Linked DNA regions of Mus musculus: region 1 is linked to region 2. Evidence: chromatin contacts called from public promoter capture Hi-C data. All regions are on one chromosome and are shown on one strand. Each heading gives the region's core, a stretch centred on a gene start, on an enhancer-like site or on the middle of the called end of the contact. The rest is flanking DNA. Distances are from core to core; before and after follow the strand shown.

Region 1 (4,224 bases), core at 1,201-3,700, 2.9 Mb before region 2:
CGTCCTCTAACTTCCACACAACAAACAAATAACAAATAGATAAATAGATAGATAAGAGATAATGCAATCATAGGAAAATTCAGTAAGACCCTGACTCCTAAGACATAATAAGATGCAAAATGCTAACACCACTAGCTGGTAAAACTCAGGATAAAATGGCCCCTTCAATAAGGTTTCCACCCTCAATGGTATGGACCATGAGTGAACACAGGAGGAAAATGAGAAAATGCAGATAGCTCACCAAGAGTTCTGTCAGGTGTAAAATATAAAATAAGAGGCTGGACAGAGGGCTCAGCAGCTAAAAGCAATTGCTGCTCTTGTAGAAGACCTGAACTTAGATCCCAGCACCCACTATCAAGGTGGCTCGCAACCTCCTGTCACTCAGTTCTAAGTGACCCAACACTCCTCCGGCCTTTGAGAGCAATCAAACACAAGTAGCATACACACACGCGCACGCACACACACACACACGCACACACACACACACACGCACGCACGCAAACCTATCCTTATAAATTCCCTCCCTAAAATCCACAGGAGAGCCGGGCAGTGGTGGCGCATGCCTTTAATTTCAGCACTCGGGAGGCAGGAGACAGGCGAATTTCTGAGTTCGAGGCCAGCCTGGTCTACAAAGTGAGTTCCAGAACAGCCAGGGCTATACAGAAAAACCCTGTCTCAAAAAAACAAAAACAAAAAAACAAAAATCAGGGGCTGGTGAGATGGCTCAGCAGGTAAGAGCATCCGACTGCTCTTCCAAAGGTCCTGAGTTCAAATCCCAGCAACCACATGGTGGCTCACAACCATCCGTAATGAGATCTGACTCCCTCTTCTGGTGTGTCTGAAGACAGCTACAGTGTACTTACATATAATAAATAAATAAATCTTTTTAAAAAAAACTGAAAAAATAAAAATCCACAGGAGACCCAACTCCACAAAGTTGCCCCCTAACCTTCACTTACACACATACATTATACATACACACAAATACACAACCATAATAAGCTAACCCTACTACACAGCATGGAAACCGAGGCTTATAGAACTAACAATACCTGACTAACAAAGTCGCATTAGAGATACAGGAGCATCCTGCACTTGTAGGCTCCATCAGCCAAAAGACACCACCTCGATTACTTTCCACTGTTATCGACAACTGGATTTCCAGGTCGTGGGATTTTTGTCTTCTCCGAGTAGCTGACTTGGAGTTGTTAGTTGTTTTGTTTTATGTTTTTCTTCTTACTGCCTTGCTCCACACACAAGGCTGTGTCTGGTCATCCAAGGTGGAGGGAGTTGTGGCGCTCCCCAAAGTCACTAGAACTGGTGTGGAAAGGCTTCGTTTCTCACTAACACCCATCTTACTGTGGCAGGGAATGGAGGCTGGTCCACATCTGGGCTTCCTAACTTTTCCAAATACCAGCCTGCACACAACCTCAGGCAAGCCACCACGTAACCTCTCTTTCTGTGTCTTATAAAGATACCGCTAGGGTTGGAGAGATAGCTCAGCAGTTAAGAGCACTTGCTGTTCTTCAGAGTTCAGGAGCTCACAACGTCTCAAATTACAGTTTCAGGAGTTTGACACATTTGGGTCTCTTGGATCTTCCACAGACACATGTAAGCACACACACCCACATACACAATTAAAAATAAAAGCTCTTTTAAAAGGTGTGTGTGTGTAGATGTCTTAGTGGTTAAGAAAGCTGAGGACCCAGGTTCAAATCCTAGCACCCCGCAGGGCGGCTCACGATCATCCAGCTGGAGGAGATCTCACTGATCTCTTCTGGCCTCCCTGAACACCAGGCTTGTTCGAAGTACACTCATGTATGCACGCCAAATATCCACATACATAAAAGAAGCCTTTAAAAAAAAAAAAAGCAAAATCCCAGCACTTGGGAGGCAGAAGGCGGATTTCTGAGTTCAAGGCCAGCAGCCTGGTCTACAGAGTGAGTTCCAGGACAGCCACGGCTACACAGAGAAACCCTGCCTCGAAAAACCAAAAAACAAAAAAACCAAAAACATAAACTTCCAAAATTTATACCATAAAGTACTATTGGCCTCCTGGCCTCGTGTTTCTTCACAGCCCAAATTTCAACAGAGGCAGAGGTCTACTGCAGGCTGGACTCTGCAAGGGGATCCTGGGGACGCCGCAGGACTCGCCAGGTCCTGGCCCACGCCCACTCCGGCCTTGTATGGCACGCTCACTCCTCCTGCCTTCAGCCTTGCCTTCTCTGTCCTCTGCGTGGGTACAGCGGCACCCTCCGTCGGCGCCCAGATGCACGCCACGCATGGGAACAGCCTTACCTGCACAGATGGTCCTCTCAGCTACGACACTTCTGGGCTGGAGCACCCAGGGGCGTGCAAAGATCCGGAAAGACCCTCATGTTGTGTTGTCGCACCCCATAGGACTAAAGCGGCCGGTTCTTTCTTCTCATTGAATTAGGCTTCTGCCTGTCCATGTCAGTAGGGGCGGTCTTTACGGAGGGCGGGACTTAGGATTTCCGCCTTGTCCTGGTCGAGCGTGCCCGGGCTTGGCACGCTTAGGGGCGGGGTCTGATGCGCTTTGGGGCGGGGCTAGAGATTGCTACCGCCTCCTCAGAGTCCCTGGTACTCTCTTGACAGTGAGTCTTCCTTCTTACTGCGGATCATATCCCGAGAAATTTCTCTCGGCTTGGAGCTGGTACACAGGCCCGAGTTAACACTGATATGTGAGAGAGGGAAGATGATTGTTTTGTGGAAAGAGCAAAGGAGACTCTGAGGAGGAAAGCGAAAAAGACTTTGGGACGCAGTTGCCGGTGCCGGGAGGCTCCTTGAATCTAGGTCAGGTTGTTTCCTCCTTGCTATGTGACCTAAGGTGTGCTTATCACTTCTCTGGGCCTTAATTTCTTCCACTGTAACAAGAAAGTTGAACAAATATTGTCAATGATCTCCAGCCCAAAGTTTGTACAGGTAATATTTCTAGAATGGTACACGTGTGCCTTGGTCAGAAAACCACCCCAGAGTACCACTGCAAAGAAGACGGAGTTTGTAACAGGTCAGAAGTGATAGTAGTGAGAGCAGAATGGGTTCAAATAGGTCAGGCTAAGTGGGGACCACCAACAGCCTTGATCTTAATTGCATTTGGAGAACAGAATCCCTTCCTGAGATTCATTGTGTGCGGTGCTCGCCCAGGCTCCTGATGCTGGACCGCTAGAAGCTAGCTATTAGTGATCATAGATGTGGGCCTATGAAAACACTTCAGCCTGTAGCAAGTTTACAGACGTGTGCAGGGATATGCAGAGTGCTAGGTTCTGAGGGAAACGAGAGAAGTGAGCACTACTGCTTCCCGGAGCTTGAACTGCCAGAAAAGGACAAAGCAGACTTCAAAGAAGATGTGGCTGGAAGCCTGTTTCAGCTACTGGTTGGACTGGCTGTGAGGACCTTGGAATCTTTAGCAAAGTGGTTGAGGCTGGAGAACAGCCTCAGAGGCATGGAAAACCATGGGACCTCAGAGACTGGAGCCTTGTTGGGTAAAGCTGTGGGCAGATGGGAGACATAACAATAGGAGAATCTCTGACCTGAATTCTGGGAGGAGGAAGGCAGGATTTGTAAACTGAAGCCTTGAGGACCCTGGAGGACTGAGGAGGAGGGGGGAGGAGGAGGCGGCCATGGGAGGCTTGTGAAGGATTGGCAAACAGGCAGCTGACTGACCCCATTGACAGGATTCACTGAATTCCCACCATGGGAACTGGGTGGACACCAGTTTTGCCTTGGAAACCTGTAATATACACTCACTTCACAAAGGAACCATGGTCAGAAGCAAGTCAAGCGGCATGGCCCGACTCTGTTTTCTCTCAGGTAAAGTGAGGGTAGAAAGTAATGCTGAAAAAGGAAGTCCTGAAGAGTAAAGGCTATGTATGACCCCAAATCAGGTGCTTGGCTTATGGCTTCCAGTGACTAAGCAGCCAGAGTTACAAATTTAACTCGGTGTCTAGATAGTGTATAATATCCAGAGGTGAAAGGAAGCCACACACACACACCACCACCACCACCACCACCACCAATTCAAAATAAAATGAAAAACAAAACAGCACTTGGAAGGCAGAGGCAGGTGGATTTCTGAGTTCAAGGCCAGCCTGGTCTACAAAGTGAGTTCCAGGACAGCCAGGGCTATAGGGCTGTACAGAGAAACCCTGTCTCCAAAAATAAATAAATAAATAAATAAACCAAAACAAAAACGAAAACCAAAGC
Region 2 (4,251 bases), core at 200-2,699:
CCATAACCTCTGCTTAGTGGATGACAACCTAACAAATAACCCAAAGTGCATCCTGCATTGCAGACTAGGTTTGGCCTCAAACTCAAGAGATCTATCGCCTCTGCCTCCCCAGAGCTGGGATTAAAGGCGTGCAAAAAGTTTATCTCTAAACAAAGAGATTTGAAAATAATCTCAGAATATCCATTCCAGCCCTTGGCTTCTTTGAAAGGAAATGATAATAACAACCTACTGTAGCTTTTTTCTCTCACACTGATTGTAGTGCTGACATCCTAAGCTTTTCTCCAAAAACATTCATGATTTTTCTCAGAAATTGTTATACTGATTTCACCTCAGTGAAATAGTAAGTCTCCATTTGGTTTTATCTGATATCTTGATTTCTTGAAACCTCCAGGAATCATCAGAAATGTAACTGTGGTTCCTGTCTCTTGAAAAATGCAGAGCCCCAACTTTTGGTGGTCGTGGGGGTATATAATTTTCAGAGGATTCTGAACACTCCAGGTTCTCCAGTGTATCATCTATCTACCATTCTTGGTTAAGATGTATACGGTTGAACACAAGCTTTGTTTCTACTGTGAAATGTTACATCTTTTCCTTAATGAGACCTTAGAGCTGAGAAACAGCTTCTTTGCAAATATAGCTAGGTCTAGCATCATCCTAACGCTTGGCAGACAATGGAGAACGTCTTACCTCTGAGAAATTAACAGCCAAAGGAATGATTCCGGCCACGTAACATCCCACCAACATTGCCACAGACAGCAGACTAATGGAGAGAAAGTCATCCATTCTGCCCTCCCGTAGTCACCCTCTACCACCAGGCTTTAAGATTCCAGCAGTTTCGAAAGGCGCTTAGGCTGTTTAAACGCGTGGTCTTCCAAGCAAACGGGAATTTGCCCACTTCTTTCAGCCTTGCCACCAGCCGGGGTGTTCTCGAAGCACGCCACTCTCTTAAGAAGCAAGCTCCTTCTGCTGACTCTAGCACCAGAGAAAACTTCGCGCAATCTTAGGTACTCGGTTGCCAGCCACTGAGATTCCGGTCGGTCACAGATGGAGAAATTGTGCTGAAAGAGACCTCAATCGTCGGAATGAGAGTGTCACGACGACCCGCTCCTAGACAAGGCCCCTGGTAGCAGTAGGAAAGAGGGGTAAAGCCAAGTGTCTTCTTCGCACGCTGTACCTGTTCCTAGGGGTGGCACCGCAGGTGATACGCCCCCAGGGAAGGGACCAGCCCACCAGTCCCAGCAAACTACCTTCCGAGTCTAGAGTCGGGCAAGATGTCCTGCAAGTCTCTCACTTGGGTCGGAGGATTCAACAGCAAAGTCGACACGATGCTGTCTCTGCCCTACACCCGGTGCTACCCATGGTACTTCCCTCAGCCAGGCCCTGACCCTGAGTCGCCAATACTACAGCTGCCATGGCCGCCAAGTGGCACCTCTTCATTACTCCCACTTCCGGATTGTCTCACAGCCTCCTCTTTAGCAGGGCACTTCCGGGTTACAACCGACCTATCGGCCAGGTCCTTATATTGCCGCCATTTTTTTAGAAAGGCTTAAAAAAAAGACGACTGGTGTCGCTGTTGTATTCCCCATCACTTTAGCCGCCTGTCAGTTAATTAGAGTACAGAAGGCAGAATCCCGAAACGAACTCTTCTTCCTAAAGCGGAGAAAGAGTCTCTTACCCATCCCGGCGCCCTTAACCAAGATGGCTGAAACAGCGTCAGTATCCACTCTAGAAACCAGAAACGTGTGTCTCTCTATGGTCTGAAAGATTCCTTTTGCGTCGCGCTTTCGACGACTTCCGGCGGCGGCTCTCGCGGGATTGGCTGTTGGCGGCGTTGCGGCTGAGCTCGTGTGCGGCAGCAGAGGTGTTAGCGGCGGCTGCAGCAAGAGCGTTTGGCGCGATGGTGAGTCCTTAGCGGTTGCCGGGGTCCCCAACTTAGAGGGCCACCCCTGCTCGGTACATCTTCCCATCCTTCCCGCCCCTGCCCTTCTAGCGCGAGCGAGGGAGCTGCTCCCCGCCCCCTTCCCCCCGGCTCGCGGGTGGACCCTTCCCCTTCCCGGCGCTGAGCCGCGGGGCCTGCCCGTAGGCCCCGGACCTGATCCTCCTCCCTGCGGCTGCGCGCCTCCCGCCTGATGGTGGGGGGCGAGGTATGCGGTGGGCAGACGATGCCCTCCCTGCCGATCGCTGCCTGGAAGAGGGAGGTGTGGGGTGCCGTTCATTTCTCATCAGATGCACTAGCCGACTGTAGGAACAATGGCCGGGGAACGTGTTAGACGTTTCCTGAAACTGACACACCCGTCACCTTACGGTTCTCCGTAGGTCGGCCTTAGGGGGTCGGATTGGCTTTACAGTGTGCTGCCTCAGCCTGCCCCCTAACCCCCGAACTTCAAAAAAGAAAGTATTTTTCCTTTTTCAGTATCCTTAGTTGCCCTGTTTTGCCAATTTTGTCAGCCTTCGATCTTGTTCTTTCTTATATTCTCCTGGGAGTGGAGCCTGAAAAGAGACTCCAGGGTCCTGGTCCCAAAATCCGGCAGGGAAGGTTTTTGTTTTATTTGTTAAGTTGTGTGTCTGTGCTTGCACGTGAGTACAGGAGCCCTCAGAGGCCAGAAGAGGGAATGAGATCCCCTGGGTCTGGAGTTAGAACAGGCGGTTGTGAGCGGAGGATGTGGGTGCTAGGAACCAAACTCATGCCTTCTGTAAGAGTAGCACGTGCTCTTAACCACTGAGCCATCAACACTCTGGTTGTTGTTTTGCTTTTGGGGATCTTCCTTTTCGGTGTGTGGTGATTTGCCTGCATGTCTTGTGTGCCACTTGCATGCAGTGCCTGCGACAGACAGAAGAGGGCGTCCGATCCCCAGGATTGGAATTACCTGTGATGGTAAGCGACCGTGCGAGTGCAGGGAATTGAAAACCAGTCCCTTGGAAGAGCAGCTCGTGGGCTTAACCACTGAGCCATGTCTCCAGTACTTATGCCCTCTTATTTTTAAGTAAACAAAAGGGAAATATTTGGAGCAGGTGTGTTTATAGTTTTCAAATATTATTTCAAGTTATTCCTTAATTTGCCTAAAATTTTTAAAAATGTGGCAAAGAATGAATAGCTTGTCTAGGATGAGCCATTACAAAAATGCAAATAGGCTTTCATGAGACTAATTTTCTCAACAACAAAAGTACCATTTGAGTAGCTGGCCTTTTATGAGCCCCTACACAACACATCCTGCTTTCTCTGGCTATTAATAACAAACAAAACACTGTTCACATGACTACAGGTTTCTTTTGTTACCAACTTAGAGTTTTCTCTCAAGTCTTCTCAAACTTAATTAAAGACACAGATCTTGCTGGGGATGGAGAAATAATAATGCTCTTGCTGTAAGAAATTTAAAGTGCTTTTATTTCTGTTTTTATCCAGAAAGCCTAAATCTTAGAAACTCAGTTCAGTTTGTTGATAATTAAATTTTTGGATTATCTCAAAATAGTTTGGGCATCCTGACATGAGAATTTGTTTTTTAATCAGAAACTAGTGTTGCAAGTGAAGAAAATAAGGGGAATAATTTGGCTGAGAATTGGGCTTGCAGTGGAGTTGCATCATGCTAGCATTTGTTTAATTAATTAATCTTGTTTTGTTTTTCGAGACAGGGTTTCTCTGTATAGTCCTGGCTGTCCTGGAACTCACTCTGTAGATCAGGCCAACCTCAAACTCAGAAATCCGCCTGCCTCTGCCTCCCAAGTGCTGGGATTAAAGGCATGCACCACTACTACCCGGCTAATTAATCATTCTTAAATGCACGAGAGACACTATATAAGACTATGCTGGTCAGGATGTCTGCTTCACTTATTTAAAGATATTTTTGGGTTTTGCTTCTTTGAAGAGAGTTGGTGTTAGTGAGATCTAGTGAGTGGAGACCAAAGGTGCCACAAAACATCCTATAGGCTCAGGACAAACCCAAAGAATTCATTTCTGTCCCCAAATATAGTGAGAACTCTGAAGCTGACTCGGCTCCCCAGTGAGCAAGAGAGGAAGGCTTTCAGTGAAGTCCTGCTCCTCTGGTACAATCAAAGATTTTGTACATTCAAAGATAAATTATTTGGGTATGAGCTGGCCCCTTAAGGCAAGTTATCTAGACGAATAGTTCCATAAATAACTTTAGTGTGGTGTTCACTATATACATTTTATATTGTTACTTTATCTTACACCTTGATGTGGGAGGTAACTCCTGTATAAAATGTGGTTCCGCTGTTGTGCTCAAGTCAGGAAAG

The links. Promoter capture Hi-C pulls out the DNA fragments that hold promoters and counts their contacts.
Region 1: a promoter capture Hi-C map of pre-B cells shows a contact between it and region 2, with 2.6 times the contacts expected there. The contact joins the promoter of Dcaf4 here to the promoter of Slc39a9 in region 2.

The regions. Positions count from the first base shown.
Region 1 is chr12:83,518,692-83,522,915 of GRCm38.p6, reverse strand. Dcaf4 (DDB1 and CUL4 associated factor 4) reads right to left here and starts at 2,450. Exons shown (of 14, transcript NM_030246.2): 1 at 2,299-2,450.
Region 2 is chr12:80,641,413-80,645,663 of GRCm38.p6, reverse strand. It overlaps Slc39a9 (solute carrier family 39 (zinc transporter), member 9), which reads right to left and starts at 1,449. Exons shown (of 7, transcript NM_026244.2): 1 at 688-1,449. The coding sequence starts at 783. Erh (ERH mRNA splicing and mitosis factor) reads left to right here and starts at 1,553. Exons shown (of 4, transcript NM_007951.4): 1 at 1,553-1,900. The coding sequence starts at 1,898.